Regions from separate parts of the Gasterosteus aculeatus genome. Here region 2 is linked to region 1. Evidence: chromatin contacts called from public Hi-C data. All regions are on one chromosome and are shown on one strand. The core of a region is the stretch at or near the end of the contact, and the rest is flanking DNA. Distances in the headings are between cores, read along the strand shown. Region 1 has its middle 28 kb from the start of LOC144385353. Region 2 has its middle 33 kb from the start of cyld.

Region 1 (4,318 bases), core at 1,164-3,663:
GTTATCTGTATGTTATTAATATAGTTGTAGATGTACTGCTTTTAGCAGCATAATTATTGCAGTAGCTGCAGTCATTTGTAAAATTGCCTACGTAAACCAATCCGTCCATCTTTACTGCACCTCACTCACAAGAAGGTCGGTGGGGGGCAGATGCGCTGCTTTGCTGCGCGCTAACTTTTCAGCAGAAATGTATTACTCTGACCTTTTGATGTCCACATTGATCCAACGTACTGAGTGGCCATTTCCCCAGAAACAAACATATATAATTGGTATTGGGATCCAATGGTGCTCTTTCAACGTCCTGGGGATGCTTTGCAGCAATATAAATCAATTCACACTTATAGACACAATATGGATGCATTAGTGCTGACTGGTCATTTGAGGATGGCTGAGAGGTTAGAATTCAATAGACCTTGATCAGGCACAACCAATCTATCTTCTTCAGTTCTCAACTTCTAGTACGCTGGAGCTCGAGATGTAATCATAATGAATTTTACTTTAAGTGTTTTCCCCTGACGTCTTCGGTCTTGTTTTGCTTATTTTTAGTAGTATCTAGTGAACAGCAGCTAGAAGTGTTGGTGGTGGTGGTGAACAGGTGCTCTATGAACAGGATGAGATATTTAGGAAGCACCTCTGCAGCTGTATTTCACACCTTTATGATGTGAAACAATGATGGAATTATCTTAATTAATCAAGGTACTGTGAACATGTGTTTGAAAATAAGTAAATTATTATTCCACATACACCTCAGTTAAATAGTAATACAGAGAATCCTGAAAATGTTATGCAGTGTTACGTGTACAGCTGTGGGCCTCAAAAACGATAACTTTGCATGATCAGTAAAACAAACTTGGATCTCTACAAATGTGAAAGGTTTTTCAAGTTACATGTTGGACGTTACTGCAGGAAAAACAAATGCATCTAAAAGCCTCCCTACCTTTTGAATTACACATGTACATAATTCCCTCACTTTCCTCTTTAAAGATATTGATTCCCTTCATTTTCCCAACGTCTCCTGAGCCCTCTGGTCATGTTGTTGTCTTTGAAGTTAGCTGAATAGACCCCGAGTAAAGATCTTAATTCTCAAAGTTCTTTGGCTGCTGTGCATGTGTTTGTGATGTGGGTTTACCGAGGAGGACTTCAGTAGTAACTCTTCATCGTTCTCGGCATCTAAGTGCTGTGGGACTTTGCACTCTAGCGTTACAAATGTCTGCATTTATTTACATCATCAGGAATAAATGACACATCATTGACTTCTAGAATCCCAAACTGCGCATTACCTCACGAAGTCCGTTGAAAAGGAAGAAGTGAGGTTACAGTTGAGGCTTAAATGAAAACCATTGATGAGAATAGCTCAAATTCTCAAAATTGTATAAAAAGTAGTTATACTTGCTGCTTAAAGTTATGTTATTTGCATATTTAGTCCAATTTTGTAGCAAAACGAAAAGCGCATTTATATTACAATTAAAAATAGAAGAGCTCAGACAGACAGTCATATTTTATGTCTTGACTATTAACTCTGTATCCATGGTAACAACTAGTTGCTACCTGTCCACTATGCAGCCCTTCTGTTTACTCAGCTGTAGGGCCTCTGTCTCCAGTCTAAGGTCAACTGCGAGAGGTCACTAAATATTTCATTTCCCAAGTAAAACATGCTTCCCCTCGTCGGCTGAAAAAAAGAAACACAGATCACAGTGATGAATGTGCAATCAGGCTGATTAACTCGTTATTAGTTGTCCACGGGATCCACCGAAGGAAATGAGGGCAAGAGCGTAAGGTTGTTTATACGTCTCGTGGTCGGAGTTATGAATGTGATGTGAGGAAAAAGGCCTCCGTGGACTTTAACCTCTCCAAGTTAGTAATTTGGGATTCGAAGTTGAGTTATGATGCTGACATCCAGCACTTTCCGTTGTCTCAGCCGTCCGCATGCACTTGTGTAGGTGTTTTTATCCAAAGCACCAAACCAGACTATGAAAGAGGGGCCGACGCGGTTATTAGACCCCAAACATTCTCCCTTCACCCGTCAATCCTCCAACTTCTCCTGCATACTTTTTCTTGCATTCTTTGGCTTTTTCTTTTTCCAGCAGATGGTGCTGCAATCTCTTTACAGAGCATCTCCATATGCTGTCAGGGTCTCACATGGAAATGCGCTGCACCCTTAAAAAAAAAAAAAAAAAAAAGTCTGGCTTAGTTCCTGAATGTTTGTTGAAATAAGTGGAGATTTCCTGGTTTTCTTTTTGCAGAAAAAAAAAAGAAAGGAGCAAAGTTTCTTTATAGGATGAGCTCGGGGTGTTCTGCAATTACCCGACTTGTGCTCCAGCTCTTTTTTTCCCCCTCGCTGAGTAGGAACAGACAATGTTTTTCCATTCCAGTTGCCTCTTACAGTTGCAGAGAGGGTGCCGGTGGGCTCAGCGTCAGGGCTTTTACTGTTGTGGAACATGGTGGGTAGGATGACTGAGCCAAATATCACAGCTAGCATGGATGGTGGGAGGCATTGTGGACGTAAGTAAGAGCAGCACTAACATCTTTCTTTATAAGTGGACGGAGAGGAGAGGAGCGGGTGAGGAGGGAGTGCGCTACATTTCTTGTAAAGAGGTTAATAATTAATCTCATGAGCATCTGCCAGGGCCTTGTTTTGTTGGTTAATGTTGATGTCATAGCTAAATGTATTTAAATGATCATTTGAATGAATCCTCTCGTTTTTTTTTAACTTGTCTTTTGGTCGCGGTTATTATCAAACCAATGTTTTTTTTTGTTCAACACCTGTAACTCCAACTGGATAACAATTTGTTTTTCACACCATTAGGGGAGGTGTAGGCTGACCAAGAGGAGAGTTGTGTGTGTGTGTGTGTGTTTTGGGGAGGTGGGGACGTGGAGGTGGGGGACCGTAGCATGTAAGCTATTGAAAGGAGGAATGTGAGAAAGCATTATTGCCCACACTTCATGTGAATGGAAAAGGGGTTAAAAGAAATGACAGCGTACAGTGGGTGGTAGGGCCTCACTGCAGCGCGGGAGGAAATGGAATGAGAAAGTGCAGTCAGGCAGACCACTCATTCACCGTGACAAATGGGAGAGGCCTCGGCCAAGGGGATACCTGATACCCCACGGTGGGCTGTGTGCACCTGCCTGGGCCCCGCGTGCACCAGTGCAAATAAACCTCAGCCACTTGTAGCAGTACACCTCCATTTATTGCAGAATTAGATATTAACTATGCAGCTATTAGGATTATATTGGTTGGAAATGATTTATGAACTTTGACTACGTTCTTAATTATTCTCTTAATTTCTCTTACAATTAACCACATTGTTTTCACACTTATTAATGGTGTTAAAATAACTGTAAAATACAGGAAATTATATGATCTCATATGCACGGTCTCTAATTAGGAATCTTTGTTTGAAAGTAAACACTTTGAGAATACAATTCCTGGTTAATGCAATCCTGTTGGTTTGTAAAAAATATTTTGGCATATTTATGAATCATTTGTAAAACATATTCGAAATGTAACAAGGTTTTTATCACCATGTATTATCATCATATTAATGCAAAAAAATAAAACAAACTGTAAGTAACTGATTATTTTGTATTGTAATCATTTGCGAGTTATTACTCAACGATACATATTTGAGTTTCATTTTTCAATAGAAGCAACATATAAAGCTTTGTAATGCTTGATAAATCTTCATGCTAGTAAGGTCTAAAAGCATTAATATGCTCACAACAAGTTGATGAGCTTTTCAACAGGAGGTCACAAGCCGCATGTCATGAGGTTTGCATCTAAATCAAGTCCTATATCAAATTGTGGCATATTAAATCTTAGGGAACTGTTCAGAATTAGAGGGGTTCTGCTATAATCCAATTGTCTGAGAGGACAGAACAAGAGACATGGGCCCGACGGCAGAGAAGAAGTCTTCTGTTCTCAAAGCCCTCACACGTGCTTCAGAAAGGCTTTTCCGCCTCCGCGCTGTCGCTCTTCCTGCAGCGTCCAGGAAGGATTACGGACCGTCTCCCGCGCAGGCAGATGAGCTGTGGTCCCTCTGCCACCGGTCAGGCCGTGGCCGGCGCAGCGGGCCATGACAATACTCAATCTCCTTCTCCCATTTCAGCGCTTAGATTGGTCTGTGGCGTGACCGGACAGTGGCGGACAGTAGTGTTAGGGCCCCCGCACTGCTCGGAAGGGGAAGAATCACATTGTGTTTTTCTATCGCCAAACATGAGCTCACTTCACCGGTGCCACTTTGTTCGTTTTTGTTTTCCGTCCTCCAAAAAGAAAGATGGTGACGCTAGATGTCACTTCTTGACATTGCCGTGAATTACA
Region 2 (4,514 bases), core at 1,478-3,977, 160 kb after region 1:
TAATTGCTATTCTCCTCGGTGGGGATCCTGTTTGAGATGGAGGGGACACGTGAACTGCGCTCGATCCCTATCTGCTTTACTGTCAACATGCCCGGCCTGTAGGGGAAGAGAGGAGAGCCGACCCCAAAACCAGTCATGGATCTGAAAACACAACTCCTTACTTTACTTTTACCCGTCTCCCGCAAAGATGTTATCTTAGCTGCTACATTGGTCAGAGAGCTGCTGAAATAACATCCAATGACAAGATAATATTACAAAAATGCAACCTGATATTTCAAATGAAATATGAACCTGCTGACCTTTTGTACTGATTGTATATGTAATGGTTTGTGTGTCTTTCATAAGATTCATAGGATGAGTTGCAATCTCTATATTGTGATAAAAATATACAAAATTGCCGTATGCAGGATATCATGTCAACAAAATGTTACATTATTTAAATGCAGAAAAAGCAGACGTAGCCTATCAAAGCCTTCTGGTAACATCCACCTGGTGTGTTTGTAACAGGAGCACAATCTATCTCCAAGGGTGATTAATGGCTCTAAAAGGACATTGGACCCTTTCGAGACTAAATGGCACACACAAAAAATAATTTGTTGAAGTTTTAAAGGGGGCATGGCCAGTGGCAGCTCTGATCGATTGCATTAGCTGTGACAAAATACATAAAAAAGAGGATCAATGCTAATAAAGTGAGCTCAGTCGTGCAAGAAAGCCTCTTCCTCCTCCATTCACCTCTAGATCCCTTGTCTTCCTTGTTCAGTCATACGGGAACAACGGGTTGACTATCAGTGACACAAAGTCCAGGTCAGGGATCACATCTATTAACTATTATTAATGGCCAGGTTCCGAGAAGAGCAAATAGAAGGGAACATATAAATATATGAGCCGTGAATGTAAACTTTTCTTAATATTCTACAATAACTAGTATGTTTACTACAAAAGCGCTGCGCTTCAATAATCTTTTTTTTGTTTTTTAACCCGGTGCGACGTCTCACTTTAAAAGGCGACAATTTAATTGCACGGCGTTTGAAGTAGACTCCACGGGTTAAATCTTGCGCAAAGGGATGAACATGTTCCATCTGCTTGTCGTAATGTTTTTCCGAGGTGGGACTCCACGTAGCTGTGCTTAATGTCCACACTGTCTCCCTCTCGGCAAGTTAAGCTCAAAAAGTCAAGAAATGGAAGCTTTTGTACTAAATAGATGTGGATACAAGTAATGTGATATTACTGTAAAGGTAATAAATATTGAAAGTCGTACGTAACCTCGTGTGCGTAATGCAAGCTAACCTGCATCTGCACATAGAGGTCAAGTTACACAAAGCTTTTTTGATTTAATCTACATTCATGGAATACAAATTCATGGAAATTAGATGAACTCTTTTTCGGTTACACTCGAGCTTGTGACTTTGTTTAACCCAAGACCTAATTCATGTTATAAGACACAAACATGCATTAGCTAGTAAACCTTGTGGTACCTTCAGCTTCATTGTGCATCAATGTGGATCCATCTTTTCAAGTAAGTGAAACATATAAAACAATTTGCAAAAGTGTATCAAAATTGATCCAAAAAGTTATTGAATTTCTTACACTTTCAAATTGAAATGTTTTATGGTAACAACACAATGTATTCTAGTTTAGTCAAAACCAACAACAACTCGTTCCACTCATGAGCATATTCATAAGTTGATCCTTAGCCCACAAAAACAACACACATATATATATATATATATATATATATATATATATATATATATATATATATATATATATATATATATATATAAATACACTACATTTGTTTGTGTAATTCATGTGCGCTGTGATCCCAGTCTGAGATCCAGAGCACAGCGCCCCACAGTGGAGAAGCCTGGGAAAGCCTCTGCTCTGAGCTGGACGCAACATTTACATAAAGGTGCGACCCTTTTGACGCCTGGCATCATCGACACTGTTTATCGTTTGATCAGCTATGATTGATGCTCTGTTAACACAAAGTTATCCTAGCGTATTTTCCATGCCAAGGGACCCATGAAGAGGTTCATTTGCAGAGCAATCTCATTAATTTGAGAGCTTGTTCCAGAGAGGACAACAGCCTTTTTTCTTTTTTTTCCCTTGAAATTCTGGAATGCAGATGTGTAAGGGACATAATTAGTAGATAAGAGTCCTAATTGGATCCTGCTGTGTGGCTGCAGAGGGTGTAGCCCTCGCTATGTTTCACAAGTTCCACCGTGTGGAAGAACACTTTTTTTATAACCTGCTCGCACACACGCACCATCCGTCACAATGTGGGAGGGGAGTCCTCGCTGCCTCTCGTTGTTTGCAACGACTGCTGTTAGAGGTCCGTAGAGTTCAGTTAAACGAGTAAAGGACCCGGCAGTACAGAGGCACAGAGAGCGCGGGGTAAAAACATCAAGATGCCCTGCTGTCGCAACGCTCCTCATGAGTCTCTCCTTGCCCGTGTAAAATGTCTGGGAGGTGGAGCGAGTCCACAGGCATATCAAAAGGCCGACCCCCTCTCCCCCCCCCTCCTGGTCCAGGCACAAACAGCCGGCTTCATTGCCCTTGTTTGATGGCCGAGTCATTAATGTGAAGCCTGTCTCTCGGCCTCCGCAGAGGAACCTTAGCCAACGCAAAGCAGCCTCCCTTTTCTTGGGGCCGATACGGGTGTGACGGTACTCATCCCGGTGGTCCACCCACCTCGGGTTAGCCTACTCCCACATTCACCTCCCCTTCTGCAAGGAGTGCCCAGGCCCAGTAGTGGCACAGCAGCTGGGTGCGGATGGGGAGGGAGGAGAGGTGGGGGGGTAGCGGGGGTCCAACCCCGGCTCCGGGTTTTCAGATCTCCCCCAGCTGTGCCCATCTGAGGGGAAAAGCGGCCCGAGAGGAAGCTCCATTAGTTCCAGCGCCGGCCCGGGCCCAAAGTGGCCGTTGGCCACAGCGGAGCAGAAACACGCTCTCCTCCAGCGTCGGCGGCCCTCCACACTCAATTACTTCTGTGGGAGACGGGTCTACGGACAGTGAACACGGGCCGCGGACCACTGATTTATACTTAACACCAGTTTCGTCTTGTTCTCGGTGACAAAAGCTTTTGGAATACAGCGCATTGGAATGGTACCCGCGCCGAGGCCTTGAGAGCTATTTACTGCTGGTTGCTCTTTGATGTCGGCCGCCGACTGTGAAGTGTGTCACGCTGGTACTTTGTCCAAGTACTGTATCGCTGAAAAAGCAATCAGCCGAGGAAGTCTTACCATATGTCATTTTCTACACAACAGAGAGTGGAAGCTGAAACGAAAGTATCTGATGACTTTGTCTGTCTGTCTTCTGCACTGAAACACCTGTGTAATGAAGCGGATCCAGTGTCCAGCATAAATTAAGTGCGAAACGGAATATTATTTTGTCTGAGCATTTGGGCTGGTGGAGAGCAAAAGTACTTTTATAGAGAAGGATCGTGATCTCAGGAGCTCCTCCCCACCCTGAGTGCTTCACCAGAGGTTGATTCATTCGCATCGGGGTGTTTCTTTAGCCAAAATGAATCAGAAATGTCCATATTATGGTGCACGAGACAACTCCTTTTACCCGCTTTCCGAACAACGAGGGAGGAACAAGAAAAACAGAAAGGGGCCGATTGGAGAACGAGGCCTGGGTTGACTGCTCAGTTACAAACGTAGTTTATCGCTCACACCCCCGTCGTTACAGTGAGTCCACTTCCATCTTTAAAATGGACAAGGACGCACATTTGTGTCAGCTTTTGTCTCACTTCTATCTTTTCACCCCGGCGATGTTGTCGCAATATCGTACGCGCGACGCCGTCATACCTGAACACGGTTTCTTCATACTACATATCATATGTTCTCTGCACCTCTTAAAGCCTGATGATTTATTCCTGTTTTCTTCACAGGAGAAACACTAGAAGTTTGCGTGTGTGCGTGTGTGTGTGTGTGTGTGTACAGGAGGATGTGATTGTACTTCACATGCATCCAACCTAATGTCCGTGTGATAAACATCTTTATGTTCTGGATCTTCATCCTTTGACTGTGGAACATTTTAGCCGTCTCCCCCCCCCCCATCTTCTTGGTTTTATTTGTCTGTTACTCCTCTTTTCCTTGTGCGATTGCTGCCAGCCTCTTTGTGCTTTGTGTCCTGTGTCTCCAGGCTAACTCGGGTCTGTGTGTGTGTTTCTTTATGTGTCTCGTAAGTCTTGGCCAGGCCGTCTTGGCCTGGGTGCCTGCTGGGCTGTCTGTCATTCTTGCGGCCATTGACATTCAAACTGAGCAGCTGTGCGTCTTCATGTTTTTCAATTAGACATAACTTCAACCCCCTCTGTTTGGAATTCAAAGGGCTCACTTTCCTGCTTTTCACCCTGGCAGCATAGCAAATAAAAACCCGCAGAGTGAAGTTTGTTCGTTTTTTGATGTGCATACATCCATTTGTATCTTGTACTTGTGAGCTTGTGTACAAAAGCACGTGGATTTGACGGCAGATAATCAGGGAAGATGAAACTCGTCTCAACAGGTGTT

What was found. A called contact is a pair of places that touch in the nucleus more often than the background predicts.
Region 2: a Hi-C map of skeletal muscle shows a contact between it and region 1, with 5 times the contacts expected there. The contact joins two enhancer-like sites. A contact is called at or near these places in 4 of 6 Hi-C or Micro-C datasets (liver, skeletal muscle and whole body).

The regions. Positions count from the first base shown.
Region 1 is chr12:19,283,413-19,287,730 of fGasAcu3.hap1.1, forward strand. No RefSeq gene overlaps it. Among protein-coding and RNA genes, the nearest start is that of LOC144385353, 28 kb to the left of the region's middle. Within about 2 kb of position 2,414, at least 3 of the 9 cell types and tissues checked have open chromatin away from gene starts, as enhancers often do.
Region 2 is chr12:19,443,409-19,447,922 of fGasAcu3.hap1.1, forward strand. No RefSeq gene overlaps it. Among protein-coding and RNA genes, the nearest start is that of cyld, 33 kb to the right of the region's middle. Within about 2 kb of position 2,728, at least 2 of the 9 cell types and tissues checked have open chromatin away from gene starts, as enhancers often do.